4 separate regions of the Mus musculus genome follow, and regions 2, 3 and 4 are each linked to region 1. A link is a contact called in public HiChIP or PLAC-seq and promoter capture Hi-C data. All regions are on one chromosome and are shown on one strand. The core of a region is the stretch at or near the end of the contact, and the rest is flanking DNA. Distances in the headings are between cores, read along the strand shown. Region 1 holds the start of Bub1b (BUB1B, mitotic checkpoint serine/threonine kinase). Region 2 overlaps Fsip1 (fibrous sheath-interacting protein 1). Region 3 holds the start of Chst14 (carbohydrate sulfotransferase 14). Region 4 overlaps Gpr176 (G protein-coupled receptor 176).

What was found. Promoter capture Hi-C pulls out the DNA fragments that hold promoters and counts their contacts. HiChIP or PLAC-seq counts read pairs in DNA pulled down with a chosen protein or histone mark. Capture Hi-C pulls out chosen DNA fragments and counts their contacts.
Region 2: a contact with region 1 is called in a promoter capture Hi-C map of pre-B cells, with 2.3 times the contacts expected there. The contact joins the enhancer-like site here to the promoter of Bub1b in region 1. A contact is called at or near these places in 5 of 39 promoter capture datasets (the C10 cell line, hippocampal neurons, pre-B cells and 1 more), 5 of 484 Hi-C or Micro-C datasets (bone marrow-derived macrophages, embryonic fibroblasts, embryonic limb bud and 2 more) and 2 of 115 datasets of contacts at active chromatin or transcription factors (astrocytes and bone marrow-derived macrophages).
Region 3: a contact with region 1 is called in a promoter capture Hi-C map of adipose tissue. The contact joins the promoter of Chst14 here to the promoter of Bub1b in region 1. A contact is called at or near these places in 6 of 39 promoter capture datasets (the 3T3-L1 cell line, 3T3-L1-derived adipocytes, the C10 cell line and 3 more) and 2 of 9 other capture datasets (adipose tissue and liver).
Region 4: a contact with region 1 is called in an H3K4me3 HiChIP or PLAC-seq map of bone marrow-derived macrophages, with 4 times the contacts expected there. The contact joins the enhancer-like site here to the promoter of Bub1b in region 1. A contact is called at or near these places in 5 of 39 promoter capture datasets (the 3T3-L1 cell line, the C10 cell line, hippocampal neurons and 1 more), 2 of 484 Hi-C or Micro-C datasets (both in embryonic fibroblasts) and 1 of 115 datasets of contacts at active chromatin or transcription factors (bone marrow-derived macrophages).

The regions. Positions count from the first base shown.
Region 1 is chr2:118,596,610-118,599,761 of GRCm38.p6, reverse strand. It overlaps Bub1b (BUB1B, mitotic checkpoint serine/threonine kinase), which reads right to left and starts at 1,551. Exons shown (of 23, transcript NM_009773.3): 1 at 1,301-1,551. The coding sequence starts at 1,314.
Region 2 is chr2:118,200,341-118,203,492 of GRCm38.p6, reverse strand. All of the region lies in intron 10 of Fsip1 (fibrous sheath-interacting protein 1), which reads left to right. Among named protein-coding and RNA genes, the nearest start is that of Fsip1, 55 kb to the left of the region's middle. Within about 2 kb of position 1,617, at least 8 of the 459 cell types and tissues checked have an H3K27ac peak or open chromatin away from gene starts, as enhancers often do.
Region 3 is chr2:118,924,933-118,928,084 of GRCm38.p6, reverse strand. It overlaps Chst14 (carbohydrate sulfotransferase 14), which reads right to left and starts at 1,588. Exons shown (of 1, transcript NM_028117.3): 1 at 1-1,588. The coding sequence starts at 1,433. The coding sequence ends at 303.
Region 4 is chr2:118,334,647-118,337,798 of GRCm38.p6, reverse strand. All of the region lies in intron 1 of Gpr176 (G protein-coupled receptor 176), which reads left to right. Among named protein-coding and RNA genes, the nearest start is that of 1700054M17Rik, 31 kb to the right of the region's middle. Within about 2 kb of position 1,523, at least 2 of the 459 cell types and tissues checked have an H3K27ac peak or open chromatin away from gene starts, as enhancers often do. A contact at or near this core is called in bone marrow-derived macrophages, where this site is marked.

The DNA.
Region 1 (3,152 bases), core at 302-2,801:
TCCTGTTTCTAAATACGTACATGATTAGCTCTTTTTTAAAAAAAAAATGTATTTATAAAACAAAACATAACTAAACAAAACAAGCCGGGTGATGGTAGCACACGCCTTTAATCCCAGCACTCAGGAGGCAGAGGCAGGCGGATTTCTGAGTTCGAGGTTAGCCTGGTCTACATAGTGAGTTCCAGGACAGCCGGGGCTATAAGGGGAAACCCTGTCTCGAAAAAAACAAAAAACAAAACAAAACAAAAATGTATTTATTCTCACCCCCCCCCCCCGCCGTGTGTGTGTGTGTGTGTGTGTGTGTGTGTGTGTGTAAGTCAGGCCACAACCTTAGAGTTGTTTCTCTCCTTCCACCATGGGGTTTCGGGGGTGGGGGAGGGGTGACCAAACAGGTCCTCAGTCTTGGTTAGCAATTATCTCTATCCACAGAGCCATCTCACCTGTCCGTGACTAGTTCCTTCTAGTTCAGACCCAAGTGCCATCTCATCAGGGAGGCCTCTGTTCAAATCTCCCTCTGCCCCGACTCCCCCACCCCCAAGCCTCATTGCTGGGTAATGAACTAAGGCCTTATGTACCTTGAACAAGTGCCCTTCCTGAGTTACATGTCCAAACCCTTCTGAAACCACACTAGTTCTACCTCCAATGCCGTCTTCTCTTGCTTTACACTTGTTAATACTGATTCTATCTGATGTTAAACATGTCTTATTGCCCATCCGCGACACACACCCCGATTCATTCCTCCCCAGAACTTAAGCTTCACAAAGGTTGGGATTTTGTGTCTTTTACTGTTCGCCTTCAGTGCTCAAAATGGTAGTCGATAAATTCTCTTCCATGAATGACAGCTTATGACAGCAATTACCCAGTTATTATAAGTTCCATAATTGAAATGCATCTTAAATTCTAACCTAGAAAAACCCTCTATATTTTATGATGAGGAAAAGCTGCAAGTGCTCTGCTCTTCAGATCCCTAAGCTGCTAGCAAAGTGAGAACACTTATTAGTTGAAAGCAGGTACTTTACAAACATCTTGAATCCTCCCAGAACTCCATAAAGCAGCATTAATATCTGCGTGCCCCCACCCCTCCGTAAACATGTTCAAGGTCAAATAAAAACGGCTGAGGTGAGTTTCAGAACCAGATCATATGGCAAATTCCAAACTCTCCCAGTCTTGCCCCCTGGCTGGATGCAGGGCTCCACGCCGTTGGGAAGGGGGTTTGGGGAGACCTGCTCTTGGCCGACCTCCTCGATCCTCCCCTCGCCAGCCGAGCACCCAGCGGCAGCAATTTGCGTCCGGTCCTTACCTCGCCTCCGCCATCCTGCATTCCCAATACTTGCTCTCGCCCTTCCGCAGACCTTTATCCTCCGAGTGCTAACTGAGTCTCCCTCAACCTTCAGCTGGCTCTGGAGCTGCGAAGATCGTCACCCCGTGCTCCTAAACAAAACCACGCACCCGATTCCTTCTCAGAATAGCCTCCTCACGCCCCCATCACGCACGGGCCGCCAAGTTTCAAATTTAACGTCTCTTGACGCAGACGTAGCCTCGCCGCTCCCCGCTCCCGCTCCTCCCAAAGCATTCTGGGGATTGTAGTGTATCCCGGGTTTAAGCACGCGCTGCGCAATGCACAATGGGAGTTGTAGTTTCAGGTTTGAGGTGCAAGGACCAATGGTTGTCCTAGCACTGCAGCGTGCTCAGGCACTTCGAGTTTGCTCTGTGTTTCCTTTCTAAGACAAGCCTTCGAACCCAGGGAGAGACACTTTATTAACAAGAGGTTCTTTGATGGTTTCAGTTTCATAACGTGTCTTTGAGTACATTACTCTTCTGGGTTGCTCCGAACAATTAACTGTGCTACGCCTAGGTCTTGTCTGAGCCCCAGGTCTTAACACCTGTCCAGGGATCCTTAGGCCACTCTCACCCAGCTGTTTCCTGTGGAAAGACTGTGTTCTCGTTTTTCTCTTTTACACAAGACCTGGTTTAGCACTGCACTTCCTTTCCCCAGCAAGCCCTTTGACCTCTACAACTTCTCAACTTTGACCAACTTCCTTTAAATTCTCTTGGAAGTGTACCATTTGTTCTCTCATGCAGCCTACCAGATGTCCTGTAAACTACGATCTAACACAGAATACAAACAGGGTAAGCGCTTTGCCTGTCTCACTGGAGCTAAAGGCTTGGTAATGCAGGCCTATAGTTCAGCTACTCTGGAGACTGAGATGTGAGGACCAAGACTTCAAGACCATCCAGGGCAACTTTACTTCACAATAAAAAGTTTGCTTTTGTTTTTTGTTTGTTTTTGTTTTTCAAAACAAGGGTTCTCTGTGTAGCCTTGGCTATCCTGGAACTCGCTCTGTAGATCAGGCTATAAAAATAACTTTTATTCTCCTGTTGTGATTGTTGTCTGAGGGGCTTACTGCCTCCATCTGCTGACCTAGATCCACTCCTAGAAAATTCTAGCCTCCATAAGATCTAATCTAGGTCAGCCTCTCAATTTTGTTGAATAAGCTCACCCTTTCTTGTTCTTTCTGAAGTCTACCTGGCTGGTTCAACTCAGCTGTTCTGGCTCAAACTCCTCTCCCAGCTGACTGACTCAATCTGGCTTCTCTCCCAGCCCCTGAATTGCTCTGCTTGGCCTCAAACTCACTCTAGCAGTCTTTTCTATTTCCTAATCTTCTGGCTCTTTCTCAATCTCTTGCTCATTCTGTCTTTACCTGTGTCCAGCTTGTTCTCTTTTCAACCTGCCTCCCTCTCCCTCCCGTGCTGCTCTACTCTCCCTCGCAACAATACTGCACTGCTCTCCAGGACTGCTGTATCCTGTACTACACTCTCTTCCTTACTGCACTGCCTCTCCCTTAAGACTCAATCTTCCCTCCCTCTCTCGTCTCCTTAGAGGTGTACATAGCCCATTCTGTCAAATTTTTCTCCGTTTGTTGGGGCGGGGGTATACAAACAAACAAGGAATGTCAGGGCGTCGATACCCAGACCAGAAACAGATAAATTAGTCATTTGAGCATATAACTTCCAACTAGGCTCTGGAGTAGAGAGGGGAGCCATGGGAATTTCTCTACAGAAGACAGTGAACCTGAGGGAAAGGACGAGTTGGCACAATCTACCCATCAGAACAAATCAAGTTCTGAAGCAACTGAGGTGTGTGTCTGTGG
Region 2 (3,152 bases), core at 368-2,867, 400 kb after region 1:
TGTGAGGGGTTAAGCTCTTCATTTAAAAGCCAAAGTTGAAGACATGGATGCTTTTTTTTCTCTTTTCTTTCTGTATTTTCTTTAACCAAGAGTGTAATTCAGAACTCAGTAATGACTTCTTTACATCCGTAAAATGATGCTAAACACTCAGGTAGCTTGGGGACAGGAGTCGATGAGCCCAGTGTGTAGGAATATAATTGTGATACTCTCAGCTGAGTAGTGATGTCTGTTGCTAAACATTTCCCACTCGAGGTATTTTGCTTGGAGTTTAAATAGGTCTTGGTGTGGGTAACTTAGGGTTAATGTGAAGTGAATACTGAAGACCACAGGGTTGGCAGCACAGATGGTACTCAGACATAAGTGTTTTCTCCTTGTGGGAAAAGGTGGGGGTGGGGCTTCTTCACTTCATTCTGTTTATTGACTGCAGGCTTCCCTTGCCCATTAGCTCATACACTTCTCCAGCTCCTGGTCAAATTATCATCCCTCATAGATTTTATATATATATATATATATATATATATATATATATATATATATAACTTTAAAATTAGAATTTATGGAAATTGATCATAATTTATATGTAAAAATAATCACTTGGGAACATTTTGTATGCATTTACATTTTGCTGAGTATAAAGCAAGATGTTTCTTCCACTCTGACAAAGGAAGCTGTTCCACTGTAAAAGAACTCATCTCTTCCTGTGCTGCCTTCTCCCCTCGTCCGTCCGTCCGTCCGTCCCTCCCTCCCTCCCTCCCTCCCTCCCTCCCTCCTTACCTTCCTTCCTCTGTCCCTCCTTTGTCCATCTCCGTGTTCCTGTCCTGGCTTCTTCTGTAAAAGGCTTTAAAGCTCTTAAAAGAGAGATAAAGACCATGGGCCAAGGAAGATCCCTTTGAGAACCAGCTATTTTGTCCAAAAGGAGAGGACCACAGATTGCTTCTCACAGAACAGAGCTGGGAAGTTTGCATAGGTGGAGGGACATGGTGACAGCGAGTTCTGCTCTCCTCTGTCCCCATAAAGAAGCCTGAGTGTCCATCTATCCCTTTGCCATCTCACTCTCACCTTGTCAGGTCCTTTTTCTTATTGGCTGGCAAGTTGGGAAAGGTCTTATTTGGCTAAGGTCAGAGATTGACCCTGTAGTTTAATGTCCTAAAGAAGTTTTGGCCTTGGTAGTGCCAGGTGGGACCAAGGGTCCATGACTGTGTGTGCCAGGCAAGACTCTGGTGTATGTGCACTGCCCAGAGGTGACTGGCAAAAGGCCAGAGGAGCTGAGACCTGCTGGCCTCCTGTGGTCAGTACATTCCCAGCACAGTGCTCTTGTCACACAGTCACTCTAGGCAGCTGCCATCATTTTAATGGATGTGCTTCTGCCTTTGTGGCCTCCACTTCCAGGTAGACTGGGACATTCTCTGTGTGGCTGGGATCTATGCTGACACCACATGACACCACTTCTCCACTTACCAAGGCCAGGATTTCACACCTTCCCTTTTCTCTCTCTTCTCCAAGCTGGGAAGAATACCTAGGTCCCTCCCTCTTCAGATGGACACAACAGGAGTCCACAAGAGGAGCCCAGCCCTCTGCAAACACTTGAGTTGACCCTTGCCTTCCGCACTTTAGAGAGGGAAAGGGCTGTGAGGTTTGGAGCAGGAGATGATATGAAGCAACAGACTGCCAAGGCAGAGGGCAAGCCAGAAGCAAACACATTTAAAATGCTCTTGGGACCCACCTGAGCCTGTAGTATGTTGGTAACGACTGCAAAAGAATAGACAAAAACTGCCTGTTCTGCATCCCTGCCAGCCACAAACAGAACCAACAGTTTCTGGATGAATGAAATGTCCGCTGCTCAGTCTCCGTCCAATGATGTCACTTCACTCTCGAGGACATTGATAACTATAGATGCTCTAAGATCACAGGCTGGGTTGATTTTAAAAGTCTCTGAAAACCTCAGCACTGTTTATTTAGGTTGGGCAGTAAGTGGTGTGCACTCCATCTATGTACAGGATCCTTTGACTGTGCGCATCCTGGGGCTTTTGGCAAATCGCAGGGCTTTATTATTTATTTATTTATTTATTTATTTATTTATTTATTTATTTATTTCAGTTAGAGTTTTTGCTCACAGGTCATTTTGATATGACTCAACTTCACTTATATGCTCAGCCCAAACTTCTGCACCAGCCAAGTTGCATAGCCTGGAAAATCTTGAGTCACTTTGCTGCCTGGCAGTGGTGGCACATGACTTTAATCCCAGCACTTGGGAGGCAGAGGCAGAGGCAGAGGGGCAGAGGGGCAGAGGGGCAGAGGGGCAGAGGGGCAGAGGCAGAGGCAGAGAGGCAGAGGCAGAGAGGCAGAGGCAGAGGCGCAGAGGCAGAGGCAGAGGCAGAGGCAGGAGGATTTCTGAGTTTGAGGCCAGCCTGGTCTACAGAGTGAGTTCCAGGACAGCCAGGGCTAGACAGAGAAACCCTGTTTCGAAACAAACAAACAAACAAAAAACGAGTCACTTTGCTGAGTTCCATTGTGTAAATAAGTATAGATATTTAATTAACAGCTTTGGGTGTGGCATTTTGAAGAGAATGTGGATGGTGCTTTTATGGTCAGATAACCACCTGTGTAAGACGAAGCAGAAAAGGACTCCTGTTGTGTCCTTTCAGAAGATATTTCTCAGTGTTGTACTGTACTGACCTTTGTTGCTGTATTGCAATGATACACTTCCCTGGAGAGGGAGTTGACATCCCAGCTAGAATGAGCTGGCTTGTTCACTTCTCTGTTGCTGCGATGAAACACCATGACCCAAGGAAACTTGTAAAAGAAAGAGTTTATCTGGGTTTATAGTACCAAAGAAATCAGAGTCCATCATGGCAGGGCATCATGGCAGATGCAGCAGCAGGAACAGTGGAGAGATCACATCTCAAACCCAAAGCAGAGGAAGAGTGAACTGGGAGTAGCCTGTGGCTTTGAAACCTCAAAATTGACTTTTGGAGACCTGCTTCCTCCAGCAAGGCCAGACCTCCTAAACCACCCAGACAGTGCCACTCACTGCCTAGCAACTGAATATTCATACACATGAGCCTATGGGAACATTCCCACTCAAAACTGGATGCTGCTCCCACACTTGGGAGGCTGGGATTACTAAGAGTTTAAGGCCAATTTAGGTTACA
Region 3 (3,152 bases), core at 339-2,838, 330 kb before region 1:
GCAGCCAGGGGGCTGAAGTCAGTCTTTCGATCAAACATATGGCTTTAATAACCACTGGTGCCCTGCAGACACGGATACCACAGGCCCCTAAGAGAGGCAGTTCACCAGTGAAAGCAGCAGGCCTCCTTTCTAGCTCTGTCCTCTGAGCCACTGTGGACAAGGACCTCCAAGGACAGTCCTTACCACTGAGATATGGAGACACCTAGAGAAACCAGGAAGCCACCCAGAGCCAGGAGTTTCTCTGAAAGACATCCCAAAGCTGATATCATTAAACCCAAACTCCAAAAGGTGCTGGCCTACTGTCATTGGTGACAGGCTTCCTTGGTGACATTGGGCAGTGGGTAAGCAAAGAGGGAGAAGTCCAGGATATACTTAGGTAGCACATCTTGAAGCAGGGCCCGTGGAACATTGCACAAGTGGTAATGCAGACTTTCTGGGCTGGCTGGCCGGTACCAGGCCTGGCGAGCTGGGAACCGGACATGGGGTGGGGCCCGCACCCACTCCAGCACCTGGTTGGCATCAGCCTCCAGCCTCTCATAGGAACCCACGAAGTCGTAGTGCACAGCACATGGTTGGCACAGGTGGTACACAGGCATCCAATGCTCATTCATATGTTCAGGATCCTCATCCACCAGGTATCTCAGGAACTCTGGGAAGGTGACATCGTCCCCTGCAGGGCTGGGGCCAGCTCCAGCCCTGTAGCGCCTGACAATTTCGGCCCCATATCGCTGCTGGTACTCTCGGATCTCTCCAAACTTGTTACGGTAAGCAGACAGGAGGCGTTCCAAGGGGTCTCGCACAAACAGGAACTTGAAGTAGTGCTGCAGACGGTAGCGAATCTCCTCAGGCCGCAGGTCTGCCAGAAACACCAAGTCACTGCGGTGGTCCATCTTGAGGCGGACATCCACGTTGTTCAGGATGCCAGCCAGCACCTTCAGCACACGTTTCCAGTTAGAGCAGGCCACTTTGGGGACATAGCAGTAGAGGAAGCGGTAGCGGTCACTTACGAGAATGTGGCGCAGCAGGGTGCGCCGCTGTCCCACCGGCAAGTCCCAGGGGTCCCGGGGCATGCCTGGTTGTCCGCACACGGCCCTCAAGGTCCGGTTTCGGATGTCCTCCCTCACTTGCAAGTCCGAGTCCCCAGCATCCAAGGATAGGCCTCTAGGCTTAGGATCTGTCCCGCTCCAGGCCGCGCCTTTGTGGCTGGGAGGGTGCAGGGGAAGGGGTTTCATCTCCGATAGGATGCCTCGCTCGATCATGAGCAGCAGTCCGCTGGAGGCCACGATTACAGCGAACATCAGCATGGACGGCAGCAGCAGGGGCGGCCCCCCGAGCCCAGCCCGGGCCCGGCCCAATGGGGCCCGCCTTGGCGTGCGGCCCAGGGTCTCCGCGCTTTTCGGGGCAGCCAGTGGGGTCAGAGGGCGGGGAAACATGGTGCTGCGGCCAGACCTCGCCGACCTCGAGGCTGCAGGGGAGGTGACTGCAGCAGGGGCTGGAGGTCTCGGGAGGGGAGGGATAGTGGGTGGCCAGCTCCCGGGGTGCAGGCAGGGACCAGGGCCGGATGTCCCGCCCGGCCGCTCTTCTCTCCCCGCCCCTCCCTGATACAGGCGCGAGGGCGGGCCCACGTTGTGGGGCGGGGAGAGGGGCGGGTGCCCGAGTCCTAGGAGCTAGTTGCGGGAGGCCGCAGGCGGACCCTAGCCCGGGAGAGAACTCATGAGCCTGGGCCACTCCAGACAAAATGAGACCTGGAAAGCAGGAGCTACTGAGATCCCGTGTCTCTTTAACACGTGTCCTCTTGGTGCTCCATTTAAGATTTGCACCCTCCATCCTGCTTTAAACTGCTCTGGAACCGCTGTCCCTCCAGCTGTGACCTGAATGCAGGACAACCCACCACTCAGTCGGTCTAGACATAAAGGAGATCTGTCCTGACCGGAAGCATGGTCCTTAGCCGCTTGTACCAGTCCCAGCCCAGGGCAGGGCCACTCTGTCAAGCTCTGGCTAATGTCTCCATGGTGACATTTTGCTTTAGTAATTCCTAGGGACTAGTGCTTATCTACTGAGCAATGCTGATCTGTCTGTAAAAGGAATCTCCCCTGCCAAGTCTGAAGCAGTAGGCTAACTGGGACACTCTGGTCGGAGGCTATGGACAAGTACCTCGGGACCACGTATGGCCAATATATACTTCAGGACAACCTACAAGTACAACGCAGCAACCACAGAAAGGCCTCTTTGCTTGGAGCCAAGATGTACCCAGTGGCAACAGATTGGTCAGAGTACTTTGAACAGCAGCATACAACTAGTCCCTAAGCACTACAGCTTGACTTCGTGTGGGGCCCCAACAAGGCTTAAGACAACAGAACTGGGGAACAAATCACGTTTTTTTGTTGTTGTTGTTGTTGTTTGTTTTTAACTATTTCCTATAGTCATCAGCCACTTGACAGTAGATTCTGTGGCTGTTCACATTGTATGGACTCTGGGGTAGCTGTGACTGAAGGTTTTGTTGTTGTTGTTGTTTAGGTATGGGTTTCACTGGCTAGCCAAGGCTGACTTTCAGACCCAATTCCTAGTCATGACAGCACATTAGATGGGAGGACGAAGAATTGACTTTGGTACAGGTTATGCCCAGAGGATGATGAAAGGACTGGGTGGGAATGGTGAGACTATGAAGCTGATTAGGCAGATGAGGGGGTCTGAGGGATAAAGTGACGTGTGTGTGTGTGTGTGTGTGTGTGTGTGTGTTGTTGTTGTTCAGAGAGCCACACAGAAAACATGGGGTAAATGTCTGAACTGGGAGGTTCAGTGGCTTTAAAGTTGGATGCTGGGTGCATCTCAGGCCACTTCTGACCCTTCACTACACTGCTGTCCCTTTCTAGGCAGTGTATAGATTTCTGGTGGTGGGATTGCCTGCTCCATTTGTCTGTAAAGTGACACCTCTTAGAACTCTCGTGGGCAGCACACTGATGGCTGTCCATACCATGGGATAGCCTACCCATGTCATGGGGATGAAAGCTCTGATCTCATCACCACTTTTCTTCCACCATAGATTTGGACTTAGCTAGCAGGTGGGGGGGACCTCAGCATCCCAGAATGAGAGGGCTCTAAAGAGGTCAATGTTAGTCCACCAGTCAAATCCTGAAACTGATGCAGTCCTA
Region 4 (3,152 bases), core at 274-2,773, 260 kb after region 1:
TCAAGTTGACAATGAATAACCATGCATTTTGCCTATTTCACTTAGCAAGCGTGATAACCAACCTACTGTTCAAAAGGAAAACGTGTGTGCAAATACAGTTTTATTGGGCTTGAATTCCTTGTGCACAAGAAGGCACACAGGTGTGATTTGTCCGTTTCTACTTCCCTCTCCTGATTGTTCTGCCTCTGGCTGTCCCTCCCTCTTTCCTTACTCTCTTTCTTCTTCTTCTTCTTCTTCTTCTTCTTCTTCTTCTTCTTCTCTTCTTTTTGGTTTTGGTTTTTCAAGACAGGGTTTCTCTGTATAGCCCTGGCTGTCCTGGAACTCACTTTGTAGACCAGGCTGGCCTCAAACTCAGAAAGCCGCCTGCCTCTGCCTCCCGAGTGCCGGGATTAAAGGCGTGCGCCACCATGCCCGGCCCTTCCTCTCTTCTTTTGGACCTGGGATCCAGCTAGGGTCCCCAGTTGCTAGGCAAATGCTCCACCACTGAGTTACCCTCCGGGAGGAGTAAAATCTCAATTTCAGAGAAAGGAGTTTATGAAATTCCCATTTAATGGGGTTTGGCATCTGCCATTCATTTTAAAAACCTGGTGTTAATTTTAAATGAGTCCCAGTAAAATCTTGAAGAGGGTCATTGGTATGAGGGTGAAGGAAGTTATTTTTATTCCACTAATTGTCTTCTGTATTTAAACTAAACAAACAAAACTCCTCTCTTTTTAAGATGTCAAGCCGGGCATGCTGCTTTACATCTGTAGCCCCTGCTACTCAAAAGGCAGAGGCAGGAGGACCCATGAGCTAAACCCAGCTTGTGTAACATCACAACCCTTCTCCCCTGTTTCAAGAAAAGGAAGAGAGGAAAAGGTATCAAACTGGAAGAGTTTAGAAGAGATTCAAATGTCTGAAAAAAATACACACCAAATAAGATAGTTGATGGTGGTTGACAGTAACTGTATATAAGAAACTTCTTTGAGTTAAGCAGAATATTAGGACCCAGAATATTATGTCATACATCATAATTTCACAGTATCTTGGTATTTTTCAACAGAACCATAAGATGCAGAATGTTAATCTATGCATAACATGAGCCAGGTTTTGACCAAGCTTAATGAGTAGCCGACCAGATGAGAATCTTGCCGATTCTTTAGCTAGTGATCTTTTCAATATTCTTCCCTACCTATATACGTACAGCTTAAAGATGCTGTGTTTGTGAATGAGACAACTTCACTTGTATGTAAAGACCTGCATATTTCCCAGTGTGTATGTCACTTCTAAGAACCATAGCATAGATCCTGCAAAGATAAATATTTCTTCTAGAACAAATCTTGCAAAGGGATGTTAACTACTTTTGTAATTAATTACACCACGGGCATTGATGTTTGTTGTAATATTTTGACAGTCTTGAATGTCTTTAGGAGTGATTGCTTTTACATTAATCAGGCTCAAATGTAGGCTTAAGGGGGCTGAGTGTGGGGTGAAGCCACACTACCAAGCAAAAGAGACAATTCTGTTTGCTGCCAAAAGATGGCAGTATTGGTTATATACTAGAACATATTTTCTGTTACTCTATGGCCGGCTCCTTTGTTGGCCTTGGCCTTAGTCTCTCTCTCTCTCTCTCTCTCTCTCTCTCTCTCTCTCTCTCTCTCTCTCTCTTTCTCTCTCTCCCTCTGTTAATCTTATTTAAATCTTTTTGAGACAAGATCTCACTAAGCTGAGGCTGTGTAGGTAGCCAAGGCTGGCCTTGAACCCTTGATTCTCCTACCTCCATTGCTGGAGATCTTAGAATATAGCTGTGTGCTACAGTGCCCCTGGCTTTGAAGAGTATTATAAAATTATTAACATCAGCTGCTATCTATGAAAGGAATGATAAGAAGAAACACTTAGTCATTTTTTATTGGCTTTTAAGAATATAAATGTGACAAAGAGGGGAAACAATAAATTCTATATGCATGTAAAAAATGAGTCGATTTGACCCCAGAATTTTCTTGAAGAACTGTAAGTCATGTGATGCATATAACTTGCTATCCTAAAGTGAATAACACATTGAGAATGGAAGGAAATCTGATGCATGCCTGTATCCCTGCACTTGGAGGGGGAGCTTCAGGAGTTCAGGGTCATCTTCAGCTATGTAGTAAGCTTGAGGGCAGCTCAGCATATGGGAAAGCACAGTTTCAAACATACAGACAAGAAAGAGAAGAGAGAAACTATTGAAAAAAATGGAAAAACCTTAGGCTTTGTTACTCTAGAAAAGCCAACCAATATAAAAAATAATGGATGCCAAGTCACCCAGTATGAATCTAAAAATTTAAACATTCATTATTGTATGTGTGTGTGACCAGTGCATGAATGCATGCATATGTAATGCCCTGTGTGGTTGTTGGTGTGAGTATGTACACGCATGTATGTGGAGGTGAAAGGACAACTTTCGGGAGCTGGTTCTCTCCTTCCACCATAGGGTATCCTGGGATCAAGCTCAGGTGATCGTGTCTGTATCGCAAGCGCTTTTACCTTCTGAGCATTTCATGGCAACTTAAATGAGACAGGGAAGCCTGGCCTGGTGGCTATGAATGACACAGGCTTTGAGATTATTCTCATCAGCAGATCTTTCACATGAGGAATCCCAGTCAAGGCCTCACCTGAATTCCATGGGCTGGGTATCTTTGGGGGCTTCATTAAGGATGATGTGGTTACTTCCTAACACAAGTTCTAGAAAAGGATGCACAGTTTTAAAGTGAGAGCAGTGGAAAGAAGATGATGATTTCAAGTGTCACCTGTGTGTTGGAAGCCCAGATGCACATGGTGTTGGCACTTGGGACTTAGAAGCAGTCCTCTGAGGCCATATCTTTAAATAGTAAAGTTTGGGGTCCTCGTGCTGTTGGATTTTAGGAAATGCTTGTTGATTTCACAGATTTTATGTTACTCAGTAATTTGACCATCTGCCCTGGGAAAACTTTAATCAAAATCATCCAGCATTGTATTTTCCTTCTTGGTGATAAGACTGTGGTTGGTGATTGGATTGCTCAAAATGAGGACCAAGAAGAGAATAAGATGGAGAGTAAGTGATGCAAGTGGTACCCAGGCTGGCTGGTGTTGGCAGGGTCAGAGCAGAATCAGAGTGCCCCCACAGTTTGGTTTCCTGGATGACTGTTATACAGATG